Linked DNA regions of Mus musculus: regions 2, 3, 4, 5 and 6 are each linked to region 1. A link is a contact called in public ChIA-PET, HiChIP or PLAC-seq and promoter capture Hi-C data. All regions are on one chromosome and are shown on one strand. Each heading gives the region's core, a stretch centred on a gene start, on an enhancer-like site or on the middle of the called end of the contact. The rest is flanking DNA. Distances are from core to core; before and after follow the strand shown.

Region 1 (2,753 bases), core at 111-2,610:
GCTCCCTAGCCAGCCTGCCTGAATATACAACACAGAAACAAGCGTCAAGAGAGATCTCACCTACTAGGTGGAAGGTAAGGACTAAGACCCAAAGCTGTTCTCGGAAGCCTATACATGTGCCGTGGGTCCGTGCATCCTCACATACCAGCACATACACATTCTCTCAGTACATACATGTACACACAAAATACTTACTTGCCCTCTCATACAAATTAGCAACAGAAAAGCACGAAGAGATGTTAAGTACACGAATAATGATTAAGGGATGTTCAGCAAGCCCTGCCACACACCAGCTTCCAGTGAGAACACAAGCCCGTTTTAAACCTTTAAAGGCATCTTGTTTCTCTTCTCCATGCTGCAGGCATTTACACTGCACTGTAGTTACTTATTTATGTTAAGTCTAAAATGGACAGAAAATAGACAGAAAAGTGTTTTGCTATTTTCATTACTTAACATATAGTTGTGCTTGATAAATACTTGCTGAAGAAAGTATGACACAATATTATGTTTTTAAGACAAACACTCCTTGAGGCTTTGAGTCAGTACCATACAAAGTACGTGGGAACTTAATAACTTCTATAGTAACTACTAGTTTTCAAAGCGCGTCTTTGCCCAACCCGTTGGTCTAGACTAAACCTCAAGCTCTGCAAAGATTAACAGCCCTGTCAGGGGTGGGAATGAGGGTTGTCTGTCCGAGTACGTGATGCTTCCAAATAGAAAAATTAAAACTCAAGAGGGAGCCGGGCAGTGGTGGCACAAGCCTTTAATCCCAGCACTTGGAAGGCAGAGGCAGGCGGATTTCTGAGTTCGAGGCCAGCCTGGTCTACAGAGTGAGTTCCAGGACAGCCCGGGCTACACAGAGAAATCCTGTCTCGAAAAATCAAAACAAAACAAAAATCTCAACAGGGAGGAGAAACTTGGTAGGAGCCTATAGCTCAGGCTTTAGGTCATACTGGCTTTTTTCACTCGATTGACAGCTCATGTAATCCTCAAAGCACCCCATGAGAAAACACACGGAGGGTCTTCGGGCCTCCAAATCAGAAAGCCGGCCTCCTGAGGTCGGTCGGTACAGGCAACTTGAGGCGGACGCCCGGCTGCGTCCATCCAGCGGACCGATGTCTCCGGCCCCGCCGCCCCACCCCATCCCGCCCAGCCAACCCCGCCGCATACGTGCTTGGATGAGAGTGCAGTGACGCCACGGATGAGGCCGCCCAGCCTGGAGAAGAAGGGTGCTCTGGAGGCCGCAGGTCCTCCCAGCTGGTTCTGCAGGAAGAGCCCCGGCAGTGCGGTCAGCGTCCTCTCCACCATGTCGCTCATCGCTGCCTCCCTACGAGGCTACTTCGCGCTGACTCTCCCGGCCTCCGTAGTCACTTCCGGCGTTTTGAATAAGAAATCTTTATTCGCGCCGGAGCAGGACGAGCAGGATGAAGTTCCGGGAAACACCGCCTGGGGGCGCACGAGTCTAGGAGGAGAGAGGAGTTCTCTGGAGACATGAAGTTCATGATCATTCTATTAGCGGTGAAATGTGTGTGCATGATCTTGTATTTTCTCGAACTTCCCAAGGTTAATGAATTCGTGCCATTCCCCTGTCCCAGCCTCCAAGTGCTGGGATTACAAACCTGACCTACCATCTTTATAGTGTTCTTAACACCTGTAGGAGCTCTTATCTCTGAAACTTTGTCTGTGATAAGTGAAATTTTTTTCTTAAATCTTGAAGTTGTTCTTGTACCTACACCTCAACAAAAGAAAAAGTTTGCCTGACAGAATAGTTATGCAAAGATAAAGTTTAGGGCTGGTGAGATGGCTCAGTGGGTAAGAGCACTGTCTGCTCTTCCAAAGGTCCTGAGTTCAAATTCCAGCAACCACACGGTGGCTCACAACCATCCATAATGAGATCTGACGCCCTCTTCTGTTGCGTGTCTGAAGACAGCAACAGGGTACTTATTTATAATAATAAATAAATCTTTTTTTAAAAAAGTTTAATTTATTGAAAAATCTCAATATTTAAATTATTTAAAACAGATTTTCTTTAGAATTTAATATTTTATGCCTACGTAAAGTTTTGTTTACTGTGTGTGTGTGTATGTGTGTGTGTGTTTTTTTAACTTTAGGCCCTTTCACTAGTTTAAATTAGAAAACTTACTTTCCAGCCATGTAGTGGTTGTTGCCTGAAATCCCAGCCCTTGAGACTGGAAGGAGGAGCAAGAAAATTCAAGGGCATCACCGGCTCCATATCAAGTTCAAAACAAACCTGAGTTATATGAAACCCTGTCTTAACTTTCCCCATCCCCCAATTTTTTTCTTCCACCTAAAAAATATGCTGGGGAAAGCTGATACATTTCTGACTCGGGTGAAAGGAACGCGGCTACACTGCCAAAAAGTAAAGTGAAACTTTCCTTCCCCTGGCCTGGGTGATGTTCACTATCCCCCTTAGTCCGTCTTATCCAATAGAGCTTTTTCAAATTGTGCTGTGGTGCCAGTAAAACAGGGTCATTGTTTGGACCAAAGTTTAAAGGAAGAAAAATTACACATTTGAAACAGAGACATGGTAGGCTATATAAAAAGCAAAACTCTGTTGTTCCTGCTTTTCAAGCAGCACTAAAACTTCTTTTTTTTATTTATTTTTTTTTCTATTTTTTATTAGGTATTTAGCTCATTTACATTTCCAATGCTATACCAAAAGTCCCCCATATCCACCCACCCCCGCACTAAAACTTCTTACACAGCTTTCATTAGCATACTGAATTGGCTAG
Region 2 (2,753 bases), core at 140-2,639, 460 kb after region 1:
CCATTACAGTATTTGGCACCAATGGGCATCCCAAAGAGTTGGATCCTCTCATCTTCTGTATGGTTACTAATGTCTTTTTACTTTTTCCTGGTCCGGTCTCTCCTTACTGACTGTGAGAAGCAGCAAGGGTGTTGTTCAGACACTAACTGCTGGGAGCTGAGGAAAAGAGAGGACGGGGACAGGGAAGCGACTTTCCCATGACTGTAAGTCTACCAAAGCTAGGGGCTGGATCCACTGCGGTTCTCATCCAAGGCCCTCTGAATTTTAATGTAAATGTGTTAAGTTCTGATTGGAGGAATGGATTTAGAAGTGGATCCCTTTGGACAGCCCCAAGTCTTCCTTAGACACTGCACGTGAAGCTTTGGATTTCTGGGCTGCACATAGAAATCCCATGATATGAGTTGTGAAGATTAAAAACAACATTGTGCATATACAGCGGTCCCCTGGGTTAACATTGAGGGTGGGTGGGAACTGCCTCGCACATAACATGGATACACACTTCTTCTTGCCATCTCTAAACAACACAGGTAAGAATGAGTGGTTTAGTATTCAACACCGTGTTAGGTATCATACGCAATCTGGACTCCGCATTGGAGGACTGAAGCGCTTCGAAAGACAGGCCACTTTACATCTAGGAATTATAAGGATTGTTAATCAGCGTCGTACACCTGGAATTGACCTCTTTTCCTGCTTCCCGGCCCCACACCACACTGCAACCCCGAAACCAAGTGCCTCTATCCTCCCACCTCCAGGGTTAGGGCCGGCGGTTTTGCAGCTCACCTGGGGAGGCCAGCAGCACCTTCGCCCCGCAGCATTGAAAGCAGTGCAGCAGAGACTTGGCACGAATGTTGTAGTTGAGGCACGCCATGGGACAGCCCAGTTTGAGCAGTCCCAGCCAGATCCACACGTAGGCCGGCTCATTGCCCATGAAGAGGGCTACGCAATCCCCCTGTCGTAGGCCCAGTTGATCGTGCAGCGCCCGCGCCACTTGGTTGCTGCGCCGGTCCACCTGGGCGTAGGTGAGCGTCTCGTCTCGGAACAGCAGGAAGGGCTTGTGTGGGGTCTTGCGCGCTTGTTCCAGGAAGGCCCGCAGGATGGTACGCACGGGTCGCCGCTGCCGGTAGCTGCGCACCCGCCGGGCCATGTTGGCCAGCCGCAGGAAGTACCGCACATCTTGGAGGAGGTAGGGGCAGCAGCAGGTGAGCAGCAGAGGCAGCAGCAGCAGCCCCGCCAGGCCGGTGTAGAGCACTGGCAGCATGGCGGTAGCTGCGGGGTCCCCGGTCCCCGCCGGGGCCGAGGGAGTGCTCGAGGCGTGCAGCGCGGCGGCAGGCGGGAGAGGAGCAGAGCAGGAGCTGGCGACTGGGCTCGGCCTCCGGACGCGCTGCGACTGCGGGTGGCGGCTCGGCTGCAGGTGCCTGTGGCGCGCTGTGCGGGCGGGACGGCCGTGGGTCCCGCCCCCTCGTGGGGCTCCTCGTGCGCTCAGGGGGCCGCTCCTGTCAGCCTGGGTGGCCCAGGATGCCACAGCACTTGTGTTCAGTGTCTGGGGTCAGATGAGATCTAGTTCTCCGCAAACAACGCTTAGCGCAAACAGCCCACGTTGAAAAGGTCAAAGGCGTGGTGCTGTGGTTAGTTATTCTTATCACACAGCGCAGTGCCTTTGCTTAATCAAGTACCTTATAAACGCACCGCAGCCTTATTATTAATAGCGGGCACCAGGTGCCACAGCCAACTCAGAGTCCCACCTCCACTCCTTGGTCCCAGAGGCTTTCCGCTAGATCTCTCTTTGTTTCTAACGTTTGCTTCTCTGCTCAGGCAGTCTCCTGTGGGGAAGGTTTCAAGGTTGAACAAAAGCGCCAGAGGTGGTCGCATTCAGCTGCACCTGCCAGCCCCTCTTGTGAGCTTCGCCTGTTTCGGGAACTCCGGAACTCGAGCAATGGGGTCCTGTTAATTTGTTTTGAGATTTTGTTCTGTTACGCGAGCCACTTTCCAACATCGACGGTATTGTGGACTCAGTTCGACATTTACCAAAACACACAAAGCAAACAAAGTAAATAATGGCATATCTCAAAAGTCATTTCTTCAAGAAGTTTGATCTATGTATTAATGCCCCTAGGTAGTGGTACTGTACAAGGTTAGCATGCTTGCTACCAAGTAAAGTAAAGATGTGCTTCGTTGTCACAGTCTTCTGTCTCATGCTCATTCATATTATTGTTGTAAGATAACTTGTCTTGAACCGTCAGAGGTCTTCTCAGATGATCCTTTCATGCTTGTTCACTGAGGAGAAAGGGAAGTTTAGGTGATTCTTTGTCATGTCCACTGCAGCTGTGGTTTCCTGTGTAAACCCTGGAAGGGGCTAAGGAGGGAAGGAGAGTCAGTTTTCTTTAGCGATGTGGTCCCTAGAAGGTCGACCTTGCTCTAGTGGATGGCCCTACGGCCCAACTGTACACACACACACACACACACACACACACACACACACACAGATAAGTGTATATACTGTACAAATTGAATTGAGATCTATTGGAAAAAGGAAGAGGGCATCAAGGAGAGGTGATAGGGTCTGGAAGAGAGATCGGATCTGGAAATATTTAGGGGTAAATATGATCAAATACATTGTATGTATGTGTGAAGTTCTCAAAGAATTAATAAAAATATTATGCTTAAAGAATATCTAGTAATATGTGAGATATGAAAGAGGAACCAGTTTGGTCCCAGGTCATTAACCACTCTCTCAGCACTGTGAGTCACAGTGT
Region 3 (2,753 bases), core at 65-2,564, 390 kb after region 1:
ACAGTTGGGTGAAGGGTGACACTTGGGGTGTGGAGCTGCCTTCTTTGGGTGCTTATCCTTCAGGTAGCCCTGCAAACATTTCAAATCTGCTCCAGAGGTACTTTTAAAAAAGGGAGATGGGAACTGGGGACCAAAGGCAAGGCCTCGGGCGGGCGTGCTAGGTGAGCGGTTTGCCACTGAGCCCCACCCTTGTTTAACCTTTAGCTCTTTCTCCCATTCTTCCCCCTGACCACCCCCCATGAAGTCTGTTGTGTAAGTACAGGTAATGCTTTAGACACTGTTTTTCTCAGATTGTGTTCAAGCTCTTGGGTGCAGGCATCCGCAGTCCAGAGCCTCTGAGGAACAAAGGGACCTCGATATAAAGAACAAAAAGCTCTTGGTATTCGGGAAAACTCCGAAGGATTTTTGTTGTTTTGTGGCAGTGTTGGGGTTCAGGACAAACACACCACCCCAGAATATGATTTCAGGAGAAACTGCCATCCCCGCCCCCACTAGTACGCTTCCTTTGTGTTATCTCGAGAAGCCCTGGACGTAGGAGGAGTTCTCAAAAGCTGTTCTTTCGTAAGAGATGGTCAGGAAGAAACGTTGATTAGGAAAAGTACTCGACTCAGGAAGAGGAGGGGTACAGATAACTGCTGTCACCAGAAAGATTTCCATCTGACAAAGTGGCAATTCTTCCCCCTTACGAATGTGTGTCCCGCACTCTGCTGCACCCAGGCTCCGCTCTGTTCTCCAGCTCTGCTTGCTGTAGAAGCGTCCATCCACTAAAGGGACTTCCAGATTTATTGGCACTGAACAGGTTTTTCCTCCGTTAGCTTAAACAGTAGTCGAGGCAAAGAACCCAGAACAAGTGCTATGTAGTAATGGATAAAAAGAATCCTTCATATCCTGTTGTTGATCTGTCCTGAGCTCAGCCTGGCTAGCTATGGGCTTCTCTGAGCCGGCTCTGCCCTCACCTCATAGAGAAGCCAGGGCAGGAGCAACTCCACCCTCTGTGCTACTTATTGTGAATGCCCTTGGCCTATTTCTGGCCTCTGAGCTAGGAGCTTTATTCAAGGCTGGGGCTCTATGGTCTGAATGCAGGGGCAGGGATGATAGAGGGCTCTTTTACCTTGTCTATCCAGAGCTGCTTGTAGGCTTGGGAGGCTAGGTGCCCCAACTGGTCTAAAAACACCATGTTCTCTGATTCTGTTGATCAAAGTTCAAATCAGAAAGGACGGGGACAAGAGAGGCTGAAATTAAGCCTGAAGGAAGGGACTTTATGGGGGCGGGGCTAAAGGAGGGGAATAGGGAACTCCTTAAATAAGAGATGCACTGGCTGCCAGGGAGTGCACAGCACAGACAAAGGCGACCAAGAAGCCCTGTTGACAGCTGCCTTCCAGCCTCCTCTGTCTGTCTGCCAGGAGGAGCAATCCAAGGGAGATGATGGAGCCCTGTGAATACCGTGAATACCGTGAATACTACCGAGCTAGAGGTGAGTGACAGGGTGGGTCTTCCCTGCTGTTGGAGGCAGGTGAGTGTTTGAGTTGCCTTGGGAGAGCCGGTTTGGCTTCAGTGGTGTTTCTCCTGAATTCTTGAACAGGATGTAGATCAGAGTTTTAACAGGTCCCTCATTCCCTGCCTCTCATGTGCCTACTTCTGTGATTGCTGCCTGTGTCTTGCATTTTGTTTCCTTCTACCTGCCCACAAAATAAACTATCTGTATTTGTGATCCACTCAATTGCCTTATGAAATAGGAAAAAAAAAAAAAAGACTTAAGCATTTGATAGCCCAAACTCTCTTAATATTCATTTCTCTGTGTAAAGTAGTTTATTCTTTTAGTGTTCATGTTTAAACGTTCGCCAAGTGCCCACTTGTATACCAGCTTGCAGGGAAAGCAAAGCCAGGTACCCTGTTTTCAGGCCTGGCTGTCCACAGGTAGGGAAGTGCTTAAAGGGGATTTGTAGGAAGATGAGGATGCATCCAACAAAGTGACTTGTGACATGATGAGTTTGGTTCTGCTTCTTCTGTTTAGTACGCATTAACTGAAATACACATCAACTTAAAATAAAGGTTCTTTTAGAAGCCTATGTGACAACAGAGAACTTTGAATGTCTTTGTAATTTTGTAATAGTCTCATCTCCACTAGAGGGGCCACAGTGTATGAAACTTCTTGGCTGTAAGTTAATATCTATCCTGCTTTAAATCTCTTTTCTCTCTTCTCCCCTATCAACCTTTGTAGGCAGACGCGTATTAGCGTATCATGTGGCTTTTCAACAGTGCACTTAGCTGAGAGTGTGGGTTCCTATCCTGCAGTGGGACACATTTTCCTATGAGACTGTCTGGGGATGAGTGCCAGCTCTCTCATGTCTACTGGGCACCACTCAGTGCTGGGTGCCCAAGGCTGTGGTGGGCTGAAGGAGTCAAGCTCTCTGGTGCCTCAGTTTGTCTAGGCCCAGTTCTGTGTGTAGGGACTTTGCAGAAGCTGAGGTAGAGGGAATAAATCAGGCTCCTTTTCTTCTCTGCTCCTTTGCTCCTTTGCAGGGAGAAGGGGAATGGGAAGGGTTTCTGGTTGCTCATAGTAGGTGCACATCTAGAGGGTGGGAGGCCATGAGAGAGAGCCCCTCTGAAGGGTCAAAGAACAACTGGCCTGCAGTGGCTTCACATGACTGCTTCCCTTTCTGACTAGTCTTCATTCTTTTGGTGCATCTATTTGAGTGTGGAAGCCGTGTGACAAGCCCTGAGTGCCAGCAGCAGGGAGCGGTGGGGCTCAG
Region 4 (2,753 bases), core at 86-2,585, 370 kb after region 1:
CCTCAAAGTTAGTGTGTAGCTGAGGTTTGCCTTGAATTCCTGATTTTCTTGTATCTACATATCTGAGTTCAGTTTTACACTAGTACTACCACACCCAGATGCATGTCCCTTTACCATAGGAACTATGAGCCCTTGTGGCTATTTTAGGTCCCCAAAGAGCATGAAAAAGCAGCTGCCAGATTTTTTGTTTTAACTTTTAAAAATAGTATTCATTTTCTCACTTGAAATCAATTAAATATTCTGGGCAGGGTAGATCTTTCATTCACTTATAGCCTTGTAGAAAAGTTGCTGCTTTGATAAAGTATGCTCAGCCTAACTTTCTAGGGACGATGCTTTAGTGTGTTTGTAAGTTTACAATAAGCTTGATGTCTGAAATTAACCTTTTTGTTCAAAAAACAATAAAACCCCAAAGCTGACCTGGGGCTTATCTAGAACAGGACTAGAAGGGGCTTTGCCAGGGTATACACTTTCCCTACCCACCCACCATGGGAACCACAGAGATTTACAAGGTAGATGAAGTAACAGACAGTTTTAGTGTAACCCGAAGGCTGAAAGTTCCACATTTAAAGTGCTATCAGGCCAGTGTAGTGCTGAGTGCCTTTAGTTCCAGCACTCAGGTAGAAGTAGACAGATCTCTGTAAGCTCAAGGCTAGCTTGCTCTACATAGCAAGTTTGAAGCCAGTACTACACAGTGAGACCCTGTGCCAAAAAGGCTGGTCTGGTCTGGAACTCACAGAGATGCAACCACCTCTCCCTGGCTGCTGGAATTAAAAGCATCCGCCACTACACACAATTTTTTTTTTTTTTAAGATAGAGAATGAACAAAGAAAACATGATGTCAGTCTCTTGTCTCCAAATGTCCAGGCATACTTATGCACACATCCATGTAAACATTTACGTGCACCACACACGCACACATACGAACTGGATTAAACAAAAGGATCTCTCAAACCAGACACTAGACGAATGCACTGATTTTATTTATGAGCAGATGCAAGTCAACTCATGTTTTGTAAATGGGAGACTCTGTGTCCAGGAACATTCAGTTCTTCCTGAGTAAATGTAATATGCCATTAAAGCAATGCTAGTGTGTTAGTAACAGTGTCAGAAACTGTAACTTAAACAATAGACATGAACTTTTCGTGGTCCAACATCAAGTGTCAGCAGGTTTCTTTGGCTTGTCGATAGCTGCATTCCAGCTGTGTCCTATCTTCTCTCAAAAGGACACAGAGATAGAATAGCTCATGATTTTACCTTGATTCCATTGAAGGGCCCTGCTTCCAAATATAATCATTCTAGGTTACTGAAGGTTACAGCTTTTACTGACAGATGGGAGGGTAGGAGGGACATGCTTTAGTTCTGTAACTAGTCAGATGGATTCTAAAGTTAATGTTGCTAGAGCAAAGAATTAGGAAAACTCTGAAAAAGAAAAATAGTAAACTGTTAAAGCCTCTATAATTTAAAATGTCTAACATGCCCTGTATCATGTCCAGTGAAAGAGAATTTCTCCATTCTTGTTATAAATATAATATGATATGAATAAAATGAAGTAACATTTTCTTGGTATAGTTGATATTGTAAGTTTTTATTTTATGTGTATGAGAACCTGCCTGCATATTTTCATGTGTGCTATATGATTGCAGTACCCATGGCGGCCAGAAGAGGGTGTCATATCCCTTAGAACTGGAATTACAGACCGTTGGAAGCTGCCAGGTGGTGCTAGGAATTGAGCCCAGGGCCACTGGAAGAGCAGCTCTTAACTGCTAAGCCACCTCTCCAGGCCCATTTCTAATGTTTTATATTACCATACATTGTGCTACAAGTTTCACTATTTTTAAATTTGTTACCTTTGTTACAGAAATTTTCATGTTTTGACAACATTTTAAAAGTGCTTACCTTTATTTACTTGTTGGGAGGAAACTGTGTGCCACAACACACATGCACGAGAGAGCATCCTTCTACCACATGAATCCCAGCCATTGAATTCAGGTCAGGCTTGGTGGCAAGTGCCCTTACCTGAGGAGCCATCTTGCTGGCCATGTTTTAGTAAGGAATCTGAGGCAGGGTCTCACTGTGTAGACCAAGCTGGCTTTGAACTCACAGAGATCTGCCTGGCTCTGCCTCCTGAGTTCCTCACCATGCTCCATTTGACGAAAAGTTTTGATAGTCTTAGAAAACAGTGGTAATTTCTCTTGTGACTTAAAAACATTAATTAAATTTTTTTCTTCATGGCTGTCAAATATGTTCTACACTGCTCTGCAAAGCAAGGGTATGTGCTTTCTGTATGTTCATGTTTATATGAAAACATCAAAAATGTAAACAGTGCCCACAGATTCACCAGGGACACTGCTACAGTGTTCACAGTTGTGTGTATTCAGGGACAGTATTAGCAGGCCGAAGATAGCTGTGTGCTGAGAAAAGATGGAGTTGGTGCTCGAGTGGGTGTGCTTTCTGTTTGCCTCCCATGGGTATTTGTTGTCTTTACACAAATTATTGTAAGACTAATATGCAAGAAACTAATAAAAGCAATTCTGTCAGCAGGTGCCCAGGATACTCTTAACATATGCATCTTTAATATTACTTTGACCATTCAGCTGTGTGGATGAGTATATTATGTGTAAGAGTGCCATCAGTAGCACTACAGTAAGTGGGCTTCAGTGAGAAAATGAAGGGAACCAGCAGGGACCTCTTCATAGAGGAGCAGTGTTTGGAAATGCCTGATGCTGCGTGCTACAGGAGAGTAGCATCAACTG
Region 5 (2,753 bases), core at 160-2,659, 330 kb before region 1:
GTGGAGCCGAGAGTCAGACAGGAAGGTGGACAGAGGAATCAGGTGCCTGTACCTTCTCCCCTACAGTTCCCACAGAACCCTGGGCTGAGGCTCCCCTACCTATGAAGCTGATAGCCTCCTGGAACCAGGCACTTATCTCCACCATCTGGTTATCTTCTACTGGAATGCTCTTGTAATGGAAAAGACCCTCAAAGTGGTTGGGGCAGCTGGCAGAGACATTGAGAACTGCTGTGATGCCGCAGGCCTGCAGGCCCTGAAGATCTGAGGAGTGGTTGCAGCTGCCCAAGTACAGGTAGGGCAAGATTTCCACAGGACCACCCTGGAGGAGGAAGGGGACGGTGGTGAGACCTCACTCAGCCTTGTGCTGGAGGGCTTGATCCAGACATCTTGGATTGGCTAGAAACAAGAGAAGCTCTAGGCCTTCTGACCAAGGACAGAATTAAAAGTCTTGAGGCCACAAGGGGACATATGTTCAGACACTTTGTGCCACATATGCCTTAAAGTCTGTATGAGGATATATACACGTTCACACCATTTGCAGGTCACACAAACACTCTCCACATCTGGGAATGTATATTGGAACACACCCCTGTCTTTCCCCACTGGCGTTCTCCAGAGGCATCCCTCTAGAATGCACAATGAAGACAACAAATTCGAATATCAACTCACCTGGTCATAGATCGGAACCCTCGGGTCAGAGTTGCTATTTTCGGCCCCAGCAGGAGGCAGGGCCTGGGCAGGAGCTTCAGAGCACAGATCCGGACAGTACGTCTGGAAGCTTTTGAAACCGCCTGTGGGAAAGACAAGAAAGGGTATGATTAGCCAAGAGGTCGGGAACGGGGCACGGAACGTGGGACAAGGGGCTAAGAGCGCGGGGCGCGGAACATGGGAGAAGGGGCGAAGGGCGCAGGGCGCGGGGCGCGGGCTCACCTCGCAAGAAGCACACGGTCGTGGGTCCCCCGCGCATCTCGTGCTGCAGTGCGGCTAGCAGCAGGTGAGCGGGGCCGTCCGGCGGGAGCTCGGCCACAGACGCGCTGCTTTCATCCAGCACCACGGCACGGGCCAGCTCCCCGCGGCCCAGGCGCGCCCGGAGTGCGCGGTCGGGCAACAGACAGGCGAGGGCAGCGGCGGGGGTGCCGCGCGCACGCCGCCGCAGCAGCGCGTTCCAGGGCACCGGTCGCGCGGCGCGCACGTGGCTCCGGCAGAAGGCCAGGAACGGGCGGCAGTCGAGCAGCAGCGTGCGCTCGGCCTCCCGCGGCTCCCGCAGCAGCGCGCCCAGCGCCGCGCACTCTAGCTCGCACGCCGTCTCCAGCCCCATGGCGATCGGCATCGCAAAGCCTCCTGCTTCCGGATGTCCTCTCCCTCGGCTCCGGCGGCGCGGTGTCTGTGTGGCGGGAGCTGACGGTTCTGGGGGCTCTTCGTCGAGCCCGGGCTTAAATACTCGAGGGCTGGCCCCTCGGGTCACCATACAAGGGTAGAGCAGGAAGGCGCCGGTGCCCGCCCCCGCGGCTTCACGTGGGACTCTGGCTGGGCCGCCCCCGGGGCTCCCTGAGCGGACAGGGGGTGGGTGGGGCGGGGCATCAGGGGGAGGGACACGCGGGGGAAGAAACTGGGAACCAGACCGTGACAAGTGTCGGCCTGGAGTCTAGAGGCCCCACCCACGTCTCTCCAGTGTATATGCCCCAGTGCTCCCCACTCTTTGCCAGGCTTCAAGCCACTAAGTGCTTAGGAACTCAGCTCTCAGCTGCACCGAGCCTTTGAGTTACTCAGGTCTTCAGCTTCCTCACTTTTCCCATTTTCTCCCAGGGTTTTCATTCTAGGAATTTCGATAGCAAAAATGGACAAATTACCTGTTGCTACCCATAATGATACACTATTAGGAAAGACACCAACCGTCAGGAAATTGTCCTATTCTCCCATGTCAGGCCCAGGCCCAGGTGGAGGAGTCCTGGAAAGCCAAAGCCCTGGGGCAGGGGCGGGGGTGGGGTGGGGTGGGAGGGGCTTTAATGGGGAAGGGGCGCAGGGGCCTGTGACGAGTTTCCTCTTATGACTGGGACAGTTTCTTTCCCCAGGGGCCCAGGGAAACCCCCAAGAGCCTAAAAAGAAGTAGTTCCCATGCCACAGGCCAGGGCTAAAGAGGAACTCTGTTGACGATGCTGGGCTCTCCCAGGGCATAGCCAGGCCTGGCGGGAATTTCAGGGGAAGAAGGACTATTCACAGAACCTGTTCCCTTCCGACCCCTTAGGAGCTACAAACCCCTCTGGGACAGGCCCTGGTCCCACACCAAACTGTAAGAATGAAAAACTGGGTAACTCACAGCCATTCTGTGCTCCCCCACTCAAGTGCCTGCCCGCCCCCCCCTCCCGGATGTGGTGAGGCCCAGCTGCACGTGGGCCCCCCGGGACACTCCTGCGTTGGGGGCGAGAAAGTTGGTAGGTGGCTGAACTGAAGCAGGCGGGTGGGGACAGTGTTCAGAACCCAGCCTCCCAAATCTTTATTGCCCTGAGCCAATCCTCTGCCTTTACTAAGACCCTTCCAGCATCCCTGCAGATCCTTTGTTTCTTGGAGGCCTGTGGCTAGAACCTGTGGGGACCCCTAACATAAGGTATGGTAGGTATATAGGTGCTCGAGCAAAATATTATGCCTTTCCTCTTGATTTGGGGAACTTGGGGCTTGTGGGGGATACAGAATGCCAGGGAGAGCTACGAGGACTCCTGGACCAGGAGTCATGGACTTGTGTCTCAGTGGCACGG
Region 6 (2,753 bases), core at 170-2,669, 300 kb after region 1:
TTAGGCCAGTGCTCTATAGATGAGAAACTACCTAAATCCAACATGATTGACTTTCACCAGGGAGTCTTAAACAGAAAGAGTGAAATACTAAAAAAAAAGCAGATATCTTTAAAACAGAAACAAAAACCAAAAACTACCACCACCAACAATACACCGAGCCTGGCAGTGGTGGGCAGCACTCGGGAGGCAAAGGCAGGCAGAACTTTGAGATCAAGGGCAATCGTGGTTTAGAGTGAGTTCCATAATAGCTATGGCTGCACAGACAAACTGTCTCGAGAAAAAAAAGAAAGAAAGTAAGAAAAAAAGAAAGAGAATAAAGCCACCAAAACCAAAAAATAACACATGGAATTTTTAATGAAGTAGGATAATATACACAACTAAGAATACTCTAAGATTTAAAAAGAATACCCTTGCCAGGAGTGGTGCTTGATGCAGTTTTATCCATCTCTGGAGCCAAGGGAGGAAGGTTTCAGTGAGTTTGAGACAAGTCCTGTTTACATAGTAAGACCTTGTGGGTGGTGGCGGGGAACAACCAAGAATTACACCCTTTAGCTAGGCATCGTTTTGATCCGAAACCCTAGAGCTTTTTAATAAATATGAAACTCCTTAGATTCTGCAACACCTCTGTGAGTCACGTAAATATTTCTTGAATGACTGACTCAAGGTCATAGGCAGAAAGCAAGAACAAAACATAGGAACAGGGTCTGCAGCTTTGTGGGTAAAGGAATATCATTGTGATTTGGGGTTGACAACTCTCTCGGTACATCAGATGTGAAGGGAACTTGTCAGTGCCACAAGTCTACAAACGAAGAAACATTTTTAAGAAAAGAAAATGCCCTCTTTGAAGAAGTTTTAAGTGTGGTGAGTTTACTTAACTCAATTTTTGTACTTCACTGAAAACATGCGTGACCCGGGTAAAGGGGAATAGGGAAAACATGACAAATGGTCGTATTAAGGCCTGGGGTTGTAGGTAGCACAAAATGAGAAAAAAGGAAGCAAAAGGAAGGAGTCCAAAGTTGGGTCTAGTGTCCAACAGAAAGGAGAACTGGTCAAGGCCACCCTCTGAGACCGGCAAACTACATCAAACTCGCTGGGCACCGTAGGAGGGGGACGGGAGCGACCAAGAGTCGGGCCCTCCCTGGACCAGCCAGTTGTCTGGGGTTGTCCCACCCCTCCGCGGACAGGGCTCGTCTCCCGGATGACCAGCAGCTGGAGGACGCCTTCCCCAGGAACCGGGGCCGGAGCCAGGCCGCACTCACCGCAGCGCCCGCGCTCCGCTAACACCGGCCTCCTCGCCTGACGCCCATCGCCCACCACCAGAAGGAGAACGAGCCTTCGCTCTCAGACGCACGGCAGCGCAGCTCATCCCCTCTTCCCGATTCGCATTGCGTGGCGACGGGTCGCGTCTCGAAACGTCACGGCGAGGGCGGAGCTTCCAGTGAACCCTGTAACTCCGCCTTTCTGTCCCGTAGGGAGGGACATCAGGGCGGCCCTCTCCGGAAGGGTGAGCGCCGAACCGGCCTGAGCATGCGTCGGAAGGACAGTTTGAGCTGGTGCGGGACGGAAGCGCGCGTGCTGCGCTTCCGGTGTCCTCGCGCGTCTCTTTTCCGGGTGGAAGTCAGTTCAGATTGTGTCACATTGTGACTTGGAGCTGTCCACGGAGGAATCGAGGATATTTTGGCGCCTCTCAATAGTGCATTTTTCCCGTCAGATCGGACATTAGGGGGAAAATACGGGGAGAGGATTGATACCTTCTAAAACTTGGGAATAAACATTCTCCAAAGCCAAGCCTCTGGTTAAAGAACAGACGTGTTTGGAAAACACATTGCACAAACACCGTCAACATTTCCAAAAGGACCAGTCTTACAAAGCTGGGGTTTGAACTCTTTGGAGAGTTGTCTTGTGGAGAAAAGATGGGCTACTCGTGGACATAAAAATTGCTTAAGAGTGGAGTTGTTTTCCCTGGTCACTAAATCCGTTGGGACAGTCCAACTTTTTAATGCATGTCAAATCTAAAAGCACAGCTCTACTAAGTATATAAAATGAAAATACTTAGCAGATAGGCTGCCATTAAACGTTAAAGAGTAGTAAGCATCCAGTCTACCAACCTTTAAAATAAACCTTAGTTTCGTTTCCATTACAATTAGCTACATGCAAAGGTATTCTTGTGCTGGGCGGTGGTGGCACACGCCTTTAGTCCCAGCACTTGGGAGGCAGAGACAGACGGATTTCTGAGTTCGAGGCCAGCCTGGTCTACAGAGTGAGTTCCAGGACAGCCAGGGCTACACAGAGAAACCCTGTCTCGAAAAACCAAACCAACCAAACAAACAAAATCTTGCATTTCTCCTTTAAAAAATCAACACTAAATTATATACTATTTGTTCTCCCTAGACAAGTAAAGACTGGTGTGATTTGATACCGTGCAATGCTGGGAACTACTGGATAAAAGCCTCAAATGTTTTTTTTTTCCCCCTCATAATTAAGGAAGAAATTGTTTTTTTGAGGATGGATTATTTTAGGAAAATGTTTTTTCTCTGCTCAGCTTTGTGGAATTGAGTAAGGAAAGAAAAACTTAGAGCTGAATGTGAGAATAAGTATAAAACACATGGAGAACATTTTGGGGTGCTCTGACAATTGGAAGGAGGTAGGACTGAAAGGAAGAGAGACATCATTGGAGTGTATCAGTGAAAATTTTCTCTGAGCCCAACAAGATGCGTGAAGTCCTTACCAGGTAAACTTGGCAATCTGAGTTT

The links. Promoter capture Hi-C pulls out the DNA fragments that hold promoters and counts their contacts. ChIA-PET counts read pairs in DNA pulled down with a chosen protein or histone mark. HiChIP or PLAC-seq counts read pairs in DNA pulled down with a chosen protein or histone mark.
Region 2: an H3K27ac HiChIP or PLAC-seq map of embryonic stem cells shows a contact between it and region 1, with 4 times the contacts expected there. The contact joins the promoter of Slc27a2 here to the promoter of Ap4e1 in region 1. A contact is called at or near these places in 5 of 39 promoter capture datasets (3T3-L1-derived adipocytes, the HPC-7 cell line, pre-B cells and 2 more), 1 of 15 datasets of contacts at CTCF or cohesin (large pre-B cells), 1 of 484 Hi-C or Micro-C datasets (embryonic stem cells), 3 of 115 datasets of contacts at active chromatin or transcription factors (embryonic stem cells and large pre-B cells) and 2 of 9 other capture datasets (embryonic stem cells and macrophages).
Region 3: a contact with region 1 is called in a promoter capture Hi-C map of embryonic stem cells, with 3 times the contacts expected there. The contact joins the promoter of Hdc here to the promoter of Ap4e1 in region 1. A contact is called at or near these places in 9 of 39 promoter capture datasets (the 3T3-L1 cell line, the HPC-7 cell line, cranial neural crest and 4 more), 1 of 484 Hi-C or Micro-C datasets (embryonic stem cells), 5 of 115 datasets of contacts at active chromatin or transcription factors (the 230-238 cell line, embryonic limb bud, embryonic stem cells and 1 more) and 2 of 9 other capture datasets (liver and macrophages).
Region 4: a promoter capture Hi-C map of hippocampal neurons shows a contact between it and region 1, with 2.8 times the contacts expected there. The contact joins the enhancer-like site here to the promoter of Ap4e1 in region 1. A contact is called at or near these places in 4 of 39 promoter capture datasets (cranial neural crest, hippocampal neurons, liver and 1 more), 1 of 15 datasets of contacts at CTCF or cohesin (large pre-B cells), 2 of 484 Hi-C or Micro-C datasets (embryonic stem cells and pre-hematopoietic stem cells), 4 of 115 datasets of contacts at active chromatin or transcription factors (the 230-238 cell line, fetal liver and large pre-B cells) and 2 of 9 other capture datasets (embryonic stem cells and macrophages).
Region 5: an RNA polymerase II ChIA-PET map of memory CD8 T cells shows a contact between it and region 1, with 42 read pairs. The contact joins the promoter of Dusp2 here to the promoter of Ap4e1 in region 1. A contact is called at or near these places in 3 of 39 promoter capture datasets (embryonic stem cells, erythroid cells and stem cell-derived epiblast-like cells), 6 of 484 Hi-C or Micro-C datasets (CD8 T cells, the G1E-ER4 cell line, Th1 cells and 2 more) and 1 of 115 datasets of contacts at active chromatin or transcription factors (memory CD8 T cells).
Region 6: an H3K4me3 HiChIP or PLAC-seq map of the SCID.adh cell line shows a contact between it and region 1, with 4 times the contacts expected there. The contact joins the promoter of Usp8 here to the promoter of Ap4e1 in region 1. A contact is called at or near these places in 7 of 39 promoter capture datasets (embryonic stem cells, erythroid cells, frontonasal cranial neural crest and 4 more), 2 of 15 datasets of contacts at CTCF or cohesin (the NIH/3T3 cell line and embryonic stem cells), 7 of 484 Hi-C or Micro-C datasets (the C2C12 cell line, CD8 T cells, the HPC-7 cell line and 4 more), 18 of 115 datasets of contacts at active chromatin or transcription factors (the NIH/3T3 cell line, the SCID.adh cell line, astrocytes and 12 more) and 4 of 9 other capture datasets (adipose tissue, embryonic stem cells, liver and 1 more).

What each region holds. Positions count from the first base shown.
Region 1 is chr2:127,007,318-127,010,070 of GRCm38.p6, reverse strand. Ap4e1 (adaptor-related protein complex AP-4, epsilon 1) reads right to left here and starts at 1,360. Exons shown (of 21, transcript NM_175550.3): 1 at 1,171-1,360. The coding sequence starts at 1,317.
Region 2 is chr2:126,551,660-126,554,412 of GRCm38.p6, reverse strand. It overlaps Slc27a2 (solute carrier family 27 (fatty acid transporter), member 2), which reads right to left and starts at 1,389. Exons shown (of 10, transcript NM_011978.2): 1 at 781-1,389. The coding sequence starts at 1,258.
Region 3 is chr2:126,617,239-126,619,991 of GRCm38.p6, reverse strand. Hdc (histidine decarboxylase) reads left to right here and starts at 1,314. Exons shown (of 12, transcript NM_008230.6): 1 at 1,314-1,474. The coding sequence starts at 1,423.
Region 4 is chr2:126,639,408-126,642,160 of GRCm38.p6, reverse strand. The region is part of intron 7 of Gabpb1 (GA repeat binding protein, beta 1); the gene reads left to right. Among named protein-coding and RNA genes, the nearest start is that of Hdc, 22 kb to the right of the region's middle. Within about 2 kb of position 1,335, at least 3 of the 459 cell types and tissues checked have an H3K27ac peak or open chromatin away from gene starts, as enhancers often do. A contact at or near this core is called in hippocampal neurons, where this site is marked.
Region 5 is chr2:127,334,815-127,337,567 of GRCm38.p6, reverse strand. It overlaps Dusp2 (dual specificity phosphatase 2), which reads right to left and starts at 1,409. Exons shown (of 4, transcript NM_010090.2): 1 at 931-1,409; 2 at 670-791; 3 at 100-319. The coding sequence starts at 1,330. It overlaps Gm46762 (a long non-coding RNA gene), which reads left to right and starts at 2,017. Exons shown (of 3, transcript XR_003953899.1): 1 at 2,017-2,753.
Region 6 is chr2:126,705,994-126,708,746 of GRCm38.p6, reverse strand. It overlaps Usp8 (ubiquitin specific peptidase 8), which reads right to left and starts at 1,419. Exons shown (of 19, transcript NM_019729.3): 1 at 1,260-1,419.